5 separate regions of the Mus musculus genome follow, and all the other regions are linked to region 2. Evidence: chromatin contacts called from public ChIA-PET and Hi-C data. All regions are on one chromosome and are shown on one strand. Each heading gives the region's core, a stretch centred on a gene start, on an enhancer-like site or on the middle of the called end of the contact. The rest is flanking DNA. Distances are from core to core; before and after follow the strand shown. Region 1 holds the start of 1700084D21Rik (RIKEN cDNA 1700084D21 gene). Region 2 holds the start of Ccno (cyclin O). Region 3 overlaps Gm41067 (a long non-coding RNA gene). Region 4 has its middle 17 kb from the start of Gm41067. Region 5 holds the start of Esm1 (endothelial cell-specific molecule 1).

Region 1 (2,700 bases), core at 171-2,670, 150 kb before region 2:
TAAAGTGATCAGATGTGCAAAGCAAAAACAGTAATCCAAATCATCTGCCCTTGGGGGCCCCCAAGTAATTAATCTTATCACCTGTAATATGGGTGTGTGGTTTTCAGCTTCAGACATTTGCTGTAGCTAGATTCAATGTATCAAGCTGAAACATCTATGTAGCTTTGACTTCCTGCCCAACAGCTGGGCTTTCAAATGTCTCAGTATAGGACCACAAAGCTACAACTATATTTCAGTATAAATACTCTAAAAAGCCAAATATGCCCAACTATTTCTTTAAGCTCGTTTAGGGAAAAAAATCAGCCATCACAGCTACCTCTTAAAAAGTCTAAATAACAGAATAGACATTTAAAATTAGTAAACTGGATTTCAATTTTTTTCATGTAACTCATTATGATTATTATGGATATGGCCACAATGAATAATATTTCTGGATATAAGTGACAAAACTACATTTTAAGATTGCTTCTGGCAGAAGTTCAATTGAAATATAGACAGCATATCAAAACCGTTGTGGACTATATGTTTTAATAATACAGAATCCATATATATCCATCATCTAGGCCATACCGTCATTTAGTTATCAAATTTTACCAACTCAGGGACTTTTGACAGATAAAAATGCCATATCTTATAAGCTAAATATTATGTTTAGGTGCATAAAAAAATAAAACAAACACATAATTATTTGGGGGTAGAGAAAACACTAAGCTACATGTTTGAGAAATGAAATATTCAGCTACCTTATGGGACTACAGAGGTGTGTCATCTTAGGCTCCAGTTCCTGGTCTCTGGGCACTGAGGAAGGCATGGAAGGAGGGACTTCAGAGTTCTTCTCCTCTATAATCACTGAAAAGCAGGATTCAGTCACCCTAGACTCTACTTATTTGGCGACTCAGACTACACCCACATCAGTCACAATAAAGGAGAAGCCAGTTTTGCATCTGGCAAAGATTGTGATTTGGAAATGATTCCAGGCAGGGTTGGCGTACAGGATGGGTACCACTTGCAAGCTAGGGGAAATACCCACGCTCTCCCTAGACCAAATAGGTAATAGCCATGACCATTCCTCTATTATAAGCCTTGCCACGGCACTATTTGGTTCACATCATCTATTCCACAGCACCTGGGCTGTCTTCTCTGACCTATTTGTGTTTGATTTGTGTTTGGGGTTTTAGTCAGTCCTCATCCCTTCTTGTACTTCAGTGGAGGCAATTTCTCCTAACCTGTTTCCAATTCCTCTATCTCCTGAGCTGAGTGGATTCTCTTCCTTGCAGTTTCCATCAATCCATGGCCTTTTCCATCAGGGCCTGAAGGCTGCTAGCAGAATATTCACTTCCAGGAAGCTAGGATGAGGGTCTTAAGCCCACACCCATCGTAACACACCTACTCCAACAAGGCCACACCTTCTAGTAGTGCCACTCCCTGGGCCGAGCATATATAGACCATCACAATGTGCCTCTGTGGCCTTGACATCAGCCATTTTGTGTAATGATGGAATGAAACCCTGGTTAGAGTGGACTTAGGGGACAGCCAAGGTAGATGGACTGGAGTCAGAGAGGGAAATATTATGAAGGTAAAAAGCTAACATGAAGAAGATGGGTTCAAGGAATTGAGAGGGCAGGGCACTGCACAGGTACTGAGCCACCTAGAAAGAAGGCAGAAATTGTAGTAGAGAAGGAAGACTAACCTAGGGTCTAAAGTTTTCTAGTAATGAGAAAATTCCTTGGAAACACTCAAGAGAATGGAAACACATGGCTCAGCCATTTTCTCCTGAGTACACACTCAAAGGAATGCAAGCAAAGACCTGTGAAGCAATGATAGTAGCCAGGAATTGAGAACAGCCCGACACCTTCAGCAGGTGAATGGGTAAACGGTGGTGCATTATTCAACAATTAGAATACATTCTGATGCAGGCTGCAACAAGAATGGACCTTAAAAATACTATACCAACAGAACAAAGCAGTCAAAAGGATGAGTGGTATTTGATTCGACTCCTTTGAAACATTTAAACAGGCAAACCCATTGACACAGAATAAAGGTCACCAGATGCTGAGCGGAAGGGAGAATAGAAGGGCATTTCTTGCCTTACAGTTCTAGAGTTTCTGATAGGAAGTGATGAGAAAGATTTAGAAAGGTAGCAGTGAGAATTTGAGATGTTATGCCTCTATTTGATACTATTGAAGTCATTAGTAACATGGTTTAAAAGGGCATTTTTATAATCTATCTAGTATTTAAATTAATAATGCAATATACCTAAAATCATCTAATTACACTGTTACATAGATGACATGTATAGCTTATGACCTAAATCTTAATGCAGTGACTACACGAAGCTAGAAATGAGTGACTGTCCCAGAGACAGAGCAGAAGCAGCAGCAAGCGGGTGGTTTAGGTGGTGACATGAAAGGATGTGCTACTGTGTTGTGTGCTGAGAGGCTGGGGAGAGCACTCTGTTACCTAGAAAAACCCACCACACGGTACATTTTGGCCTAGACCACATCTAACTGACCAAACTCTAACCAAATGAATTTGGTGAGAACCCCATCAAAGTCTGTTCTCATGTCAAAGTTCAATCTAAGCCCACAGTTCAGAAAGTCAGTGAATTGCGTGGACCCTTTTTCCACCACCACTTTGTGGGGAAAGCCTGTTCCCACACCATCCTTTACTGACAGAAAAGAACAGTGATGACCTAAACTC
Region 2 (2,700 bases), core at 162-2,661:
GAAGTTAAGGCTATGACATGGAAAGATCTTCGAGCATCTGCCCAGATAAGCCAAGCAACCCAGCCCTAAGCCATGCACGAGTTGGGGAAGGGGGGCGCTGGCTGCAAACACATCGCACTCTTTCGCCTGGTGGTACCTGCTTGCAAGCGATGAGCAGACAGGTGACCCCGAGCAGCTGGAAGCAGTCTGCAGCAACAGGGGTCGTGAGGAGAAAACGGTCCAGAGTATTCACGGTCAGACACAGCGACTCGAAAGAGAGGCCGAACTGGCGGTGGACTTGCAGGAGCCAGCTGAGCAGTTTACAGCGCGATTCGGCAGTCACCTGGCCGGGAGCGAGAGGGGGAGTGTGCTGAAGCGCGCGCCCGAACAAAACAATCCAGAGAGGCAGAGAGGCAAAGGGGAAAACGCTAAATGACTGAAAAATAGGAGGCACGTGGGGGGGAGGGGGGGAGGTACGGGCCTGCCTTAAACCAGGCGTTCCGGAACGCCTGGGAACGTTTGGGCTCGCGCCTGGTATTGTGCACAGTGCATTAGGGCACACTACCCAGTCTAACCCTCTCAGCAAGTCAAAGGGACTATAAGGGGTGGGGGGTGGGGGGTAAAGTTTTTGTTTTTTTTTTAAACAGAAGTGCAAGCAAATTTAGGAGTTCTGGATCTGACGTAGAAGCTGTCGAACTGCGTTATAATAAAACTCCTCTACCCACCCCCTATAACTTCCGATATCCACCTCTCCACCCACAACCTTTCTCCATCTAAATAGGTCAGTGGGCCAATCCTTGAAGGTCCCAATTGCTCCTACTGATGGCAGATAATGGGCTGCAATGACTAGGGCTGTGCGAAGGGCAGCCAGCAGCCATGGAGAGAGCGAGCTAGCCTGGGAGAGACAGAAGCGCGACGGCCCCGGGTCTGGCTCTTGCCAGCGCCTCACTTGTGGCTGGCGCGCCAGCGACTCCCGCGGGTGGAAAAGATTCTCCTGCGCCTTTCGGAAGTCGTAGCAGCTCTGGCCGTATTCTCGGAAGGTCTGGAGATCCAGCGCTGTCAAGGGCTGGGCAGGGTTGAGTAGGGAGCTGCAGTCCCGCGCCGCAGACACTGCGGGGCTGTCGGCGCCGTCCGAGCTGGAGCTGGGGGACTCGAAAAGGTCACAGACGCCCGAGTCTCCCGGGAGCGAACACGCGTTCAGCGGCCGCAGCGGCTTCTTTCTCCGGAGGCACGGGCGTCTGCTCTTCTTCACTGGGGCGCGGAGGTTCTGGTGGCTGTCTCGCCTCCCGGCTCCCGCGGCGGGGCTGCCCGGGCTGGCAGGGCAAGGGGTAACCATGTTACAATCGGGTAGCGCTCCTAGCGTCTACGACGCCCGGAGCGTCGGCGCGAGAGCTGCGAGGAAGATCCGGTCCCGCTGGCGGCGCAGCTCTAAGTACCCGGACTGTGCCTTCCCTCCACCACTCCCCCGGCCTCTCACTGGCTGAGCCCCGAGCCGCCCACGGGCCGCGCTTTCCCGGAGGCAGAGCCACACCCCTCGCGTGCGAGCAACGCGTGGCCCCCGCGCTGGTTGCAGGGGGAGGAGGCGTTGCAACTCCCGCCTCTCACCCGCCTTCAGCTGCAGGCTCCGCGCGTCTGTCGTCACCGTGGCAACCGCAGCCCGGGTCCTGGCGCCAGCTGCTTGAGCTCGGTGGAAGAGCGTAAAGATCACTGGCCACCTAGGGGAGCCATGGGCCGTCTGAGCGGTTCAGCCGCCCCCGGAAAAAGGGAAAGGCTGCTCCGGGGAACCTGGTCCTTGGTTAGATTGTCTGGCCTGGTGTGATCATCTTTTATGCCAACCCTCATCCAGGTGGGTCCGCCTCTGAGCTCCGGACCAAGATCAGGCTAGGTTTTCTTCAGTGACCCATAAAAGGACTTGATTTGCGACTATTTTATTTCATTCCGCTGGCCCAGGGAAGGAGAACTTTGGCGCGTCGCTAACGTCTGTTAAGTATGTGGGAGCCCGTCCTGTCAGACAGGTATTTGTGATCCAAAAACGTAGGAAGTTACTTCAAATGACCGTCGCACAAGCCCGCTGCCCTCTGGATACTTTGCCCCGCACTTTTCATCCCGAGCCAAACACGCCAAGGCTGCAGCCGTTTAGGGCCTTAATGTCACAGGTGGCATTTCTGTGGAATTGCTCACAGTGTGTTCTGCTTTGGGTCATTAGCTTTTAACCCTCTACCTTTCTAGGTTATTCTTTGTGCCCAGGGTAGGATGGAGGGAAATCAAAGGAATGCAGAGTTGGGGGAGGGGGAGGCGCGGGGACAAGAGAGAAAGGTAGAATGTGACACCTTCTCCATTCTCAACCCGTGTACTCCAAACTCCGGTCCTGATCTAAAAGAGACGTTAAGGCGCTGTGAGTTCTGCACACGCGGCCGTCCTCACTGATTCCAAAGACAGCTGGAAATTGTTGGAGTCCACGTGCAAATCCTCCCCCTAGAAACTTGCCAGAGAAGCAGGTGAGGGGAAAGGGCTGGATTTCAGCTTCTCGCCTCCGTTTCTATTCTCTGTGATTCTGAAGGCGCTTTAAATTGCAGCACTTGTGTGACGCGGGGTTGCTGAGAATCACCTGAGAGGAGTTTTCTACATGCAAGTGCCTGGCTTTCTGTCTCCTCTCAGGCTGTTGATGGGTAACATTACGGGGAGATCAACCGAATCCACAGCAAGGGGGCCACATAGCAG
Region 3 (2,700 bases), core at 44-2,543, 210 kb after region 2:
ACACATCAAATTCCACCCAAGATGTGGTTAAGGCCAGCTGCTAGTGGTGAAAACAGTGAGAGACTATTGTCTCCCATACAGTGTTGGTCATATTTATATGACTCAGCATGAGTCCTTGTCCCTTAGAGGGAGACCATGTAACTATTAAATTGAATCTGCAATATTATTGTGGTACCATTAAATCATATAATATTTCATGGAACTAGTGGGAGGACACAATTAAATATGATGTAACCATCACACTCACGTGAAAACATGCACGCTCACATATTAGATCTAGTAGCTCTGCTTCCCAGACAGGCATGCAAAGACAAATACATCAGATGTCTATTGCACCATTCATAGCTGCAAAAAACTAGAAATAGCAACTCCCAGTAGGGCTTACACTTTAAAAGGTATAGTATCTTCATTCCATGAAATGCTGGGTAGTCATTTTGAAAGCAGAATCATTACACATAGGTGAACTTGAAAGGATATCTGGTTCTGTTGTCATAGTGTGAATAAAAGAAATTATAGAATAGAGTATATAATATAAGCCACTTGGTAGAAAATCAAGTAAGTGTATCTAATATGTAATAGGAATATAACTGACACAGATACTTCTATCAAGATAATGAATGCAACTGATTAACATAGGTAAAACTGCCTCAATAATTATCTCCAGGATTCAGATTCTAGGAGATGTTTATCCTTTATTCATTTCTGTGTGTGAATTGTTTATAGTGATCATGCTGGCTTAACACACATTATAACATAACATAATTCATAATGAACATGATTATAACATACTAACTTATCAGCACAGAAAAAATAGCTAAAGAGAAATACACTAATGTATGATTCCAATAGTTGTTTCTCCATCAGGGAATTGTGAAAGTTTTAAAAAAATTACTATTGCTTCAACAAACTAGGCTCTGTGTGGGTATCATACTTTGTACCCAAAAAAGGAGACAAAGCAGGCGAGAAGGGCAGGAGTGTTTAGGGGTGACTTACATACCTAAGCATGGTCTGGATGGTTCTCAGATCACCTTCGATTTTCTCCTGGGGTGTTGGCAGGATCTAGCTTCACGCTTTCTAATCACCAGTAAAAAATTTCAGAGCGCAGGAAACAGAATGGGGAGGCTCAGGAAGCTTTAAAAGGCCAAATGACTGGGGGAAAAGTTTCAAGGCTCGGAAGGCAAATGCATAAGATGCTTTCACTGGGGATTTCCACAGAATGTGTGGTCACTACGGTGCTATTCATACACACCACCGACACTGAAAATTCTTCTTAGGGATACTCACTCCTAAGGGAGCAGTTTCTCCATTGGTTTGTAAGAAGTGTCAGCACGTGGGACCGACTCCAGGCCAGAGCCCGTCGGGAGCGTTAGAGTCTCAGGCTCGTGTGTTCTCATCCCCACGGTATCAGCTCACTTCGTAGAAGTTCTCACGGCTTAGTTTTTCTCAGAAATGTAGACCATTCCCATGCCAAACAAACAAACAAACAAACAAACAAATAAATAAATAAATAAATAAATGTGGGCATTGGTTCTCCACCTCAGGGATTGTTTCCTGATAAATTGTCTTGTGGGCAGACTTTAGTGTGCCCAGCAAATATTTGCTGTAGGTTTGTGATGCCCCAGGACTTGAACTGCACAGATCACAATGAGTTAAAGTGAACCACTTCTTGCAGGCCCTCTGTTTCCTCGCACTTATGGCCTCCCCTTGGATTTCCCTTCTAATTCAGGAAGAATTGGCACTAGAACCAAAAGGGCTGCTGTGTCAATAACCCACACACCAGCAGGTGGGGTTTCCTTTGCAAAAAGCAGAAAGAAAGAAAAAAAAATCAGATTTATGATGATATCTGCGCTCGAGTCACCGAGTAGCCCTATCATTCCCCATGGGGTTTTGCTGATGGAAACCATCTTATTGATGGAAAATCACCGGATTGCTTCAGCTCCCCGCCGTTGAATTAGTAATTGGGATGCCTCAAGGCTTCGTGGCAAGGGTTGCAGCCGGCATAAATAACGTTGCTTTGGGACCTCGAACCTTTCCAAGGACCAAAGCTAGGAAAAGAAAGAAGAGTTGGTTCAAATGGCACAAAGACAAAAATATTATTTAAGTCTGTGACAGTTTTTAGTCTCATCCATGCATGTACAATTTTTTTTTTAAACAAAAAAATCTATTCAGCACTTGGGCACAAAGTACACGTCGTACCCAGGAAGTTCAAATGTCGATTATCATTATTAATATCCTTGGTTTCCTTGCTTGGTCATTGCCAAATAAAACAACCCATTAAGTAAAAGCTGATGCAGGAAAAGGGGCCGGGAGCAAAGCTGTCCCAGACAGAAACGGGTGGCTCAGCTTTTCCGTCTTCCCTAGAGAGGTTTTTCCAGTGACTAGAACCCAAGTTTGGATGGAGAAGGCTTCTACGGTGTGTCGTGCTCAAAACTGTTTTCTGACAGCCAAAGGGATCATCTAGATGTCCTTGGATGTGATTGAGACAGAAACAAGCAGTTCTGGGAAAAAAAAAAAAAAAGAAAGAAAAAGAAAGAGTCCTCCCCACCCCCATCCCACCCCCGAGGGGGGCAGGGATGATGCTACCAACGCGGTCCTGTTTGGGCTCTGGCAAGCCTCCGTGTGGGATCAGGTGTGGTTTCGTGCTGTTTTCTCTGGGGGCTTTTTTTTTTTTTTTTTTTTTTTTTTCACAGAGTCGTCCTA
Region 4 (2,700 bases), core at 3-2,502, 240 kb after region 2:
GAACCATCGAGGAGAGAGAGAGAGAGAGAGAGAGAGAGAGAGAGAGAGAGAGAGAGAGAGAGAGAGAGAGAACCCAGTTGAGATATAGGACTGAGCCAGAGAAAGCTGTTGCATGTTATTATAATTAGGTTCAACCCACCAACACCACAAATGTTTTTCACGATAAATGAACCACTTTTTCTGCCTGCAGAGGCCCTTTTCCCAATCATACATTTAGTAGCAGAAGAAGCAGGGTCACAAGGCCGGCCTTTCCCTTCACTGCCACACAGGGTGGGAAGAGAAAGAAAGACGTGGATGTACTCAGAGCCAGAAAGCAGCACCCGCGACTCACTCTTAAACATCATAAAAGCTGGGAAGAAAGCCCCACGGGGGAATCTCTCCAGATGACTTGGATAGGAAGCCAAGGTGCTCCTAATAAAAAAGGCTTGAACATAAAGGTTTGGCACATTCTTAAGATGAGGAGGACAGTCAGGGTGAGTGGTGGAGCTGTGTGCCCTGGCTGTGTTCAACATCTGGAGTCTTGGATGCTTCCAGCAAGGCTCACTAGACCATGATCAGGTGACCATGGAAGATTCCTTACTGGCTAGAAGTACGGAGGGTGGGGGTGGGGGTGGGGGTGGGGGTGAGGGCGGGGAGTCAGGTGGCTTAGAAGAAGGTATTTTTAAGTTGAGCCGAGTGCAATGGCATTACCATCTCCACATTTAGAGACTAGGAGTAAAAAAAGACACAAAGAAAGGAAGTGGACTGCTCTGGGCCTTGGGTTAACTACAGCCCGGCGCTGCTTCCTTATATAGGTTTCGTGTCCTTAGGTTAGGCTTTCAAAAACCCATGTTTTTTTTTTTTTTTTTTTTTATTTATAGGCAAGCAAACCCCAATTTTTCTAAATTCTCCCTAAAGATGATGCTGACCAGACCGTAATTTCTATGATCGCCAGGCCTGGAGCCCGGCCTTTTGCCCTTCCTGTCTGGGCCCCTTAAAGAAACTAGGTTACCCCTCCAGGCCAGTGATATTTCCTTCCTCCTTCCTCCTGTCTTTCTTTGCCTTCCTGCCTCTCCTCTCCCTTCCTCCCCCACTTCTTCCTTTCTCCTTTCTCCCCTCTATATCTGTCTCTCCCTTGCCCTTTCCTCCCTGTCCTTTTCCCCCTCCGGGTCCCCCTCTGGCGCTTGTCTCTAAGCCCCGCCCCCTCTTGTCTCTAAGCCCTCCCAACCCCGGAGGCTGGCGGGTTCCACTTAGTTCCTAGCCTGGCTGGAGGACAGCTGGGGGAGCATTCTGCTGCCAGCGAATTGGCAGAGAGAACAAACTACCTAGGCTCTCCTGGATGGATTTTGTCATGGCAGCTGGCGCACACGACACCTCGTATTTAGGAAAAGAAGCATGGCATTGCTTTAGGATGACAGGACCCCCGTTTCACTCTGCTCCGAATGTTTGTCCTGTTACAGAACTAGTGCAAACAACAACAAAAAAAGTTAAAAGGAAACCCCACCCTTGCACCGTTTCCTCACGCATCTCCCTCCTGCTCCGGGCCTGCCTGGCAGGACCAAGGAGGGAAAATTCTTGTAGTTACAGCCAAGTGAATGGTGGGGCCAGGTTTGGCAGCTGCAAAGGGCTGAGTAAATCTTGGAACACTGGGTCTGAAAGAGCTCTTAAGGAGGACTGAGGCCCGCATTCTCCTCTAATGGGGAAACCAAAGCCAGGCAGGTTGCTTGGTGTTTAGATAAAATTGTGTCTCCCAGTGTTTACATGTCGAGGTCCTAAGAGTCCTCAGAGTTGGATGTTATTTAAAAATACGAGTCTTTAGAGAGGCAATTAAGTTCAAAATAAGGTCATCAGGATGGGCCCAAATCCAGGATTAATTGGGGGCCTGATAGGAAATGGAAACTCAGAGGCATATCATGCAGAGGGAGAGACTGCCCAGCCATGCACAGTCCTCAGAAAATACCCAAGACTACCTACCAACCAAAGTCTAGCCACCAGAACCAGGAAAGAATAAGTTTCCATTGCGGAAGCCACCCAGTGTGTAGTGCTTTGTAATAACAACTCTAGCAAACAGATACACATACTATTCCATAAGACACACGGATACATATCTCACTATAATGATCGATAGAGTGAGACAGGGTCCCTAACTCCCCTCCTTCCAGGTACCCTGCCCCTAGCCTAGCTACAAGTTATGTGATTGCCGAGAGCAAGGGTACTTTCAGGAGGGATAGTTCTCTAAGAGCCTGAAGATCAGCCCCGGCATCTCCCAGGCTGGCATCTGCACGTGTGAGTAGAGGCAAGACTCTGCTCCTATCTCCTTGGCTATGTATTTGTTCCATGTTTTTGAGACACAGCCCTGGCTGTCCTGGAGCTCACAATGGAGACCAGGCTGGTCTCAAACTCATGGAGATGGGCCTGCCTCTGCCTCCCCTGCTAGGATTAAAGGCGTGTGCTACTAGGTGCCGCTCATCAGGTGTAAGTTATGCCCAGTGAATTTGTTTTCAAGGAGCCCAGGAAAAAAAGAGGCAGTCTCTTTTTCTGTGATCGGCATTACAGTTTTAGGACTTGTGTTAACTTTTTAAAGTGACCAGGGCCCTTCATTCTTTTCTGTTCATTTGTTTAGTTTGGGACAGGATCCCTTGTCCCAGGATGGCCTTGGCCTTGCTCCTTAGCTGAGGTTTGCTTCGCTCTCTCAGTTCTTCCTTCCACCTCTGCATTGTG
Region 5 (2,700 bases), core at 68-2,567, 220 kb before region 2:
ATCTATGTATGCAGACTTTTAAATAACCTTTTCTTTTATTTTTATTCATTTAAAAATATTAATTTAGTCACTAGGTTTGAAAATAAATTCCACAGACAAATCAAGGCATCATTTAGCTCTGGTTTCTGTCTTAATTATAATTTCACTTCTTTTCTTTAAATCTATAAAAGAGTCACCTTTTTTAAAAAAAACAGACTTTTAGGTTACTATTATTTCTGCTTGTCTTACAACATCTGCTACTTTCTGCCTAACAGAAACATTTTAAAAGTTAAGCTAGGCTTATTTTATACTTCAGGGGACCCTCTTGCAAGAGCATGAGTTATTTTGTTGCCTGACTTAAGCCCACCTTATGCCATAAAGCACATTAGTGCTCATCAGAAATACTTGAGCCTGAGTAAGGCACTCCTCCCGGTGAACTCTTTCAAGATCAAAGGCTGGTGAAATCTGGGGAGCTAGAAACAGCTTTAAGAGGTTATCTCAGGAGGACCTCTGGAATCATTGGCTTCCAGGGGAACAGACACCTTAAGCATTTGTAACAGGCTACCTGTCAGATTTCTAAAGCCTCTCAGAAAAAGAAGACACACAAGCTACCAACTGCAACTTCCCTTCTCAAATCTGAATGCATGCAGTGAACGGGATGCTGCAGCCCTTGTGACTTCTGCACGCTGCTTTCCAAACCTCCCGGCAGATATCCTTTTTCTCTCTATCAAGCACACCACCTGCATCCAAGCATCCTCCCTGGTTGTTCAGAGGAAGGAACACGCACCTCCTCAGGCTGACTAAATACCCTCCGGGAGCCCTGCACGGTGGGAAGCAAAGAGTCGCTCTTTACCTTTGCAGATACCAAACTCGTCACCAAAATCATCCTCCTCGCTGTAAAAGTGACACTTCAGCCCCGGACCACACTTGACCCCGTCCATGCCTGAGACTGTACGGTAGCAGGTTTCTCCAGGTCCCGCGGCGCACACCTGGCAGCAGCCACAGTCATCCAGCACTGTCCTCTTGCAACGCAGGCTGCTTCTGCACTCAGTTTTGTCACAATGTTCCGGGCAATCCACCGCATATTTGGCGCTCCAGGCCATGCCCAGGTGCAGAGGTACCAGGAGTGTGGTCAGCAGCAAGAGGCTCTTCATGTCTCGCAGCTGGCTCCTGCTCAGCTCCCTGCCGTCGTGGTCTTTGCTGGAGGGAAGCAGCCGTCCAAAGTAGTAGCTGAGCTTCAGCCTACACGGTTATGAGTTTTATACACTGTGTTGCCCGCATGCTTCCCCGTCATCAATTTCCTCAACCCAGCAGCAGCGCTGTGCTCTTGCCAGCCTCTCTTGTTTTAGTTTATGAAATCCAGGATGAAGGCTGGATTAACACGCTGCTGCCATCCAGGAATTGAAAAGCCCAAGCTGATGTCATCTGTTATGTTTAGATGGTTGTTTTGCATGAGGGCTGAAAAACTCTGCTCACATCCGTCTCAAAGACTCAAGGACATCTGAGAAGGGGGAATAACGAAGGTTGCATAGCATAGCCCCCTACTGCACAGGAATTGCTCTGACACCAACATAACACTTAGGATGTAGCTTTGTCTCAGAGTCCCTTAGCACGGAGGAGACTGACATAGACATAAATCAAGCCAGAAGCATCTATCAAGTAAATGATGATGATAATAATAGTAATAATAATAATAATAATAATAATAATAATAATAATAATAATTTGGCATTTTCCTCAATAAATAGCTATGAGATCATTTGGAAGAAGAAATAGTTATATATTGTGTTTTTTCAAGACTTAGAAGAAGGAAAATATTTGGATAGAAGCCTTTTAAAGACTTCTTCCTTCCTCACAAGTTCCTCCTCTGTTGTTATCTCTAAAGTATTTATGCTATCCATGTTCAAGTCTGTCCTTGCTGTTGCTGTGTTTAGTCAGATATGCTACAGCTTAGCATTTTTTTTTAATCAATAGAGAGAGAGAGAGAGAGAGAGAGAGAGAGAGAGAGAGAGAGAAGGTTGTCCCGGCATTGTTACTGAATTACTCAGTTCTGGAAAAACTTGTCAGTTGGACTGCTCCTGACCCAAACCCCCTGGCGAGAAGGCTCATCCATCACCAAGTCTGTGTGTCCAATGACTGCATCCACCCGGTCCTTCCTCTCACCTCCTGGCATCTATCGGAGCTCTTGCTTCAAACTTCCCAAACAAGGCAGTAAGCCCAAAGAAACAAGTGAGCCAGCAGGGAAATCGGAACACAGCTCCAGAAAGGCAAGTCATGGGGAAGGAAAAACATTACCCACCAGGAAACAAGGTCTTCATGCTATGGAGGGACACAGTGTGGCCCCACCAAGGAAAACAATAGTCCTCTCAAAGTATTGGCTGGCCCAGGACCTTGTGTAGCCAGGCTTGTGCAACAAGGGGATGCTAGATGTCAGAGCAGACAGAAAAGTCCTCACACTAATGCTGTGTTCCATTTTTAGCTCCCAACCCAATTTGTCAACAAAAAGATAAAGTCACTACCGACTGGTAAAGAAATGACCCAGCGAAGCGGGTAACTCCTGTCTGTCACAAACTGACTGTGGTGCATCCACAGAACTCCTCGTCTTCTGTTGAGAGCTCATGGCTTTAGAGTGTTTGACCTCTGAAAGCCTTGAGGCCTCTAAAGGCTGACGCATCCAAGCTACTGGATGTGACATGGTCTTTAGGCTTTGCCAGGGTACAT

Evidence for each region. A called contact is a pair of places that touch in the nucleus more often than the background predicts. ChIA-PET counts read pairs in DNA pulled down with a chosen protein or histone mark.
Region 1: a contact with region 2 is called in an RNA polymerase II ChIA-PET map of effector CD8 T cells, with 14 read pairs. The contact joins the promoter of 1700084D21Rik here to the promoter of Ccno in region 2. A contact is called at or near these places in 7 of 39 promoter capture datasets (the 3T3-L1 cell line, embryonic stem cells, hippocampal neurons and 3 more), 2 of 484 Hi-C or Micro-C datasets (cerebral cortex and double positive thymocytes) and 3 of 115 datasets of contacts at active chromatin or transcription factors (CD8 T cells, effector CD8 T cells and memory CD8 T cells).
Region 3: a contact with region 2 is called in a Hi-C map of embryonic fibroblasts, with 4 times the contacts expected there. The contact joins the enhancer-like site here to the promoter of Ccno in region 2. A contact is called at or near these places in 2 of 39 promoter capture datasets (pre-B cells and stem cell-derived epiblast-like cells), 3 of 484 Hi-C or Micro-C datasets (embryonic fibroblasts and embryonic stem cells) and 1 of 115 datasets of contacts at active chromatin or transcription factors (embryonic stem cells).
Region 4: a contact with region 2 is called in a Hi-C map of the N1E-115 cell line, with 4 times the contacts expected there. The contact joins the enhancer-like site here to the promoter of Ccno in region 2. A contact is called at or near these places in 2 of 39 promoter capture datasets (liver and pre-B cells), 3 of 484 Hi-C or Micro-C datasets (the N1E-115 cell line and embryonic stem cells), 3 of 115 datasets of contacts at active chromatin or transcription factors (embryonic stem cells and stem cell-derived neural progenitor cells) and 2 of 9 other capture datasets (adipose tissue and pancreatic islet).
Region 5: an RNA polymerase II ChIA-PET map of effector CD8 T cells shows a contact between it and region 2, with 26 read pairs. The contact joins the promoter of Esm1 here to the promoter of Ccno in region 2. A contact is called at or near these places in 3 of 39 promoter capture datasets (embryonic stem cells, hippocampal neurons and stem cell-derived epiblast-like cells), 4 of 115 datasets of contacts at active chromatin or transcription factors (double positive thymocytes, effector CD8 T cells, embryonic stem cells and 1 more) and 3 of 9 other capture datasets (adipose tissue, liver and pancreatic islet).

Annotation. Positions count from the first base shown.
Region 1 is chr13:113,134,796-113,137,495 of GRCm38.p6, reverse strand. It overlaps 1700084D21Rik (RIKEN cDNA 1700084D21 gene), which reads right to left and starts at 1,420. Exons shown (of 3, transcript NR_131045.1): 1 at 1,227-1,420; 2 at 744-849.
Region 2 is chr13:112,986,513-112,989,212 of GRCm38.p6, reverse strand. It overlaps Ccno (cyclin O), which reads right to left and starts at 1,411. Exons shown (of 3, transcript NM_001081062.1): 1 at 929-1,411; 2 at 137-322. The coding sequence starts at 1,315.
Region 3 is chr13:112,771,629-112,774,328 of GRCm38.p6, reverse strand. It overlaps Gm41067 (a long non-coding RNA gene), which reads right to left. Exons shown (of 3, transcript XR_873969.2): 2 at 998-2,045. Among named protein-coding and RNA genes, the nearest start is that of Gm41067, 4.3 kb to the right of the region's middle. Within about 2 kb of position 1,293, at least 40 of the 459 cell types and tissues checked have an H3K27ac peak or open chromatin away from gene starts, as enhancers often do. A contact at or near this core is called in embryonic fibroblasts, where this site is marked.
Region 4 is chr13:112,750,468-112,753,167 of GRCm38.p6, reverse strand. No RefSeq gene overlaps it. Among named protein-coding and RNA genes, the nearest start is that of Gm41067, 17 kb to the left of the region's middle. Within about 2 kb of position 1,252, at least 106 of the 459 cell types and tissues checked have an H3K27ac peak or open chromatin away from gene starts, as enhancers often do. A contact at or near this core is called in the N1E-115 cell line, adipose tissue, embryonic stem cells and 2 more, where this site is marked.
Region 5 is chr13:113,208,276-113,210,975 of GRCm38.p6, reverse strand. It overlaps Esm1 (endothelial cell-specific molecule 1), which reads right to left and starts at 1,317. Exons shown (of 3, transcript NM_023612.3): 1 at 833-1,317. The coding sequence starts at 1,133. The region is part of intron 2 of Gm41069 (a long non-coding RNA gene); the gene reads left to right.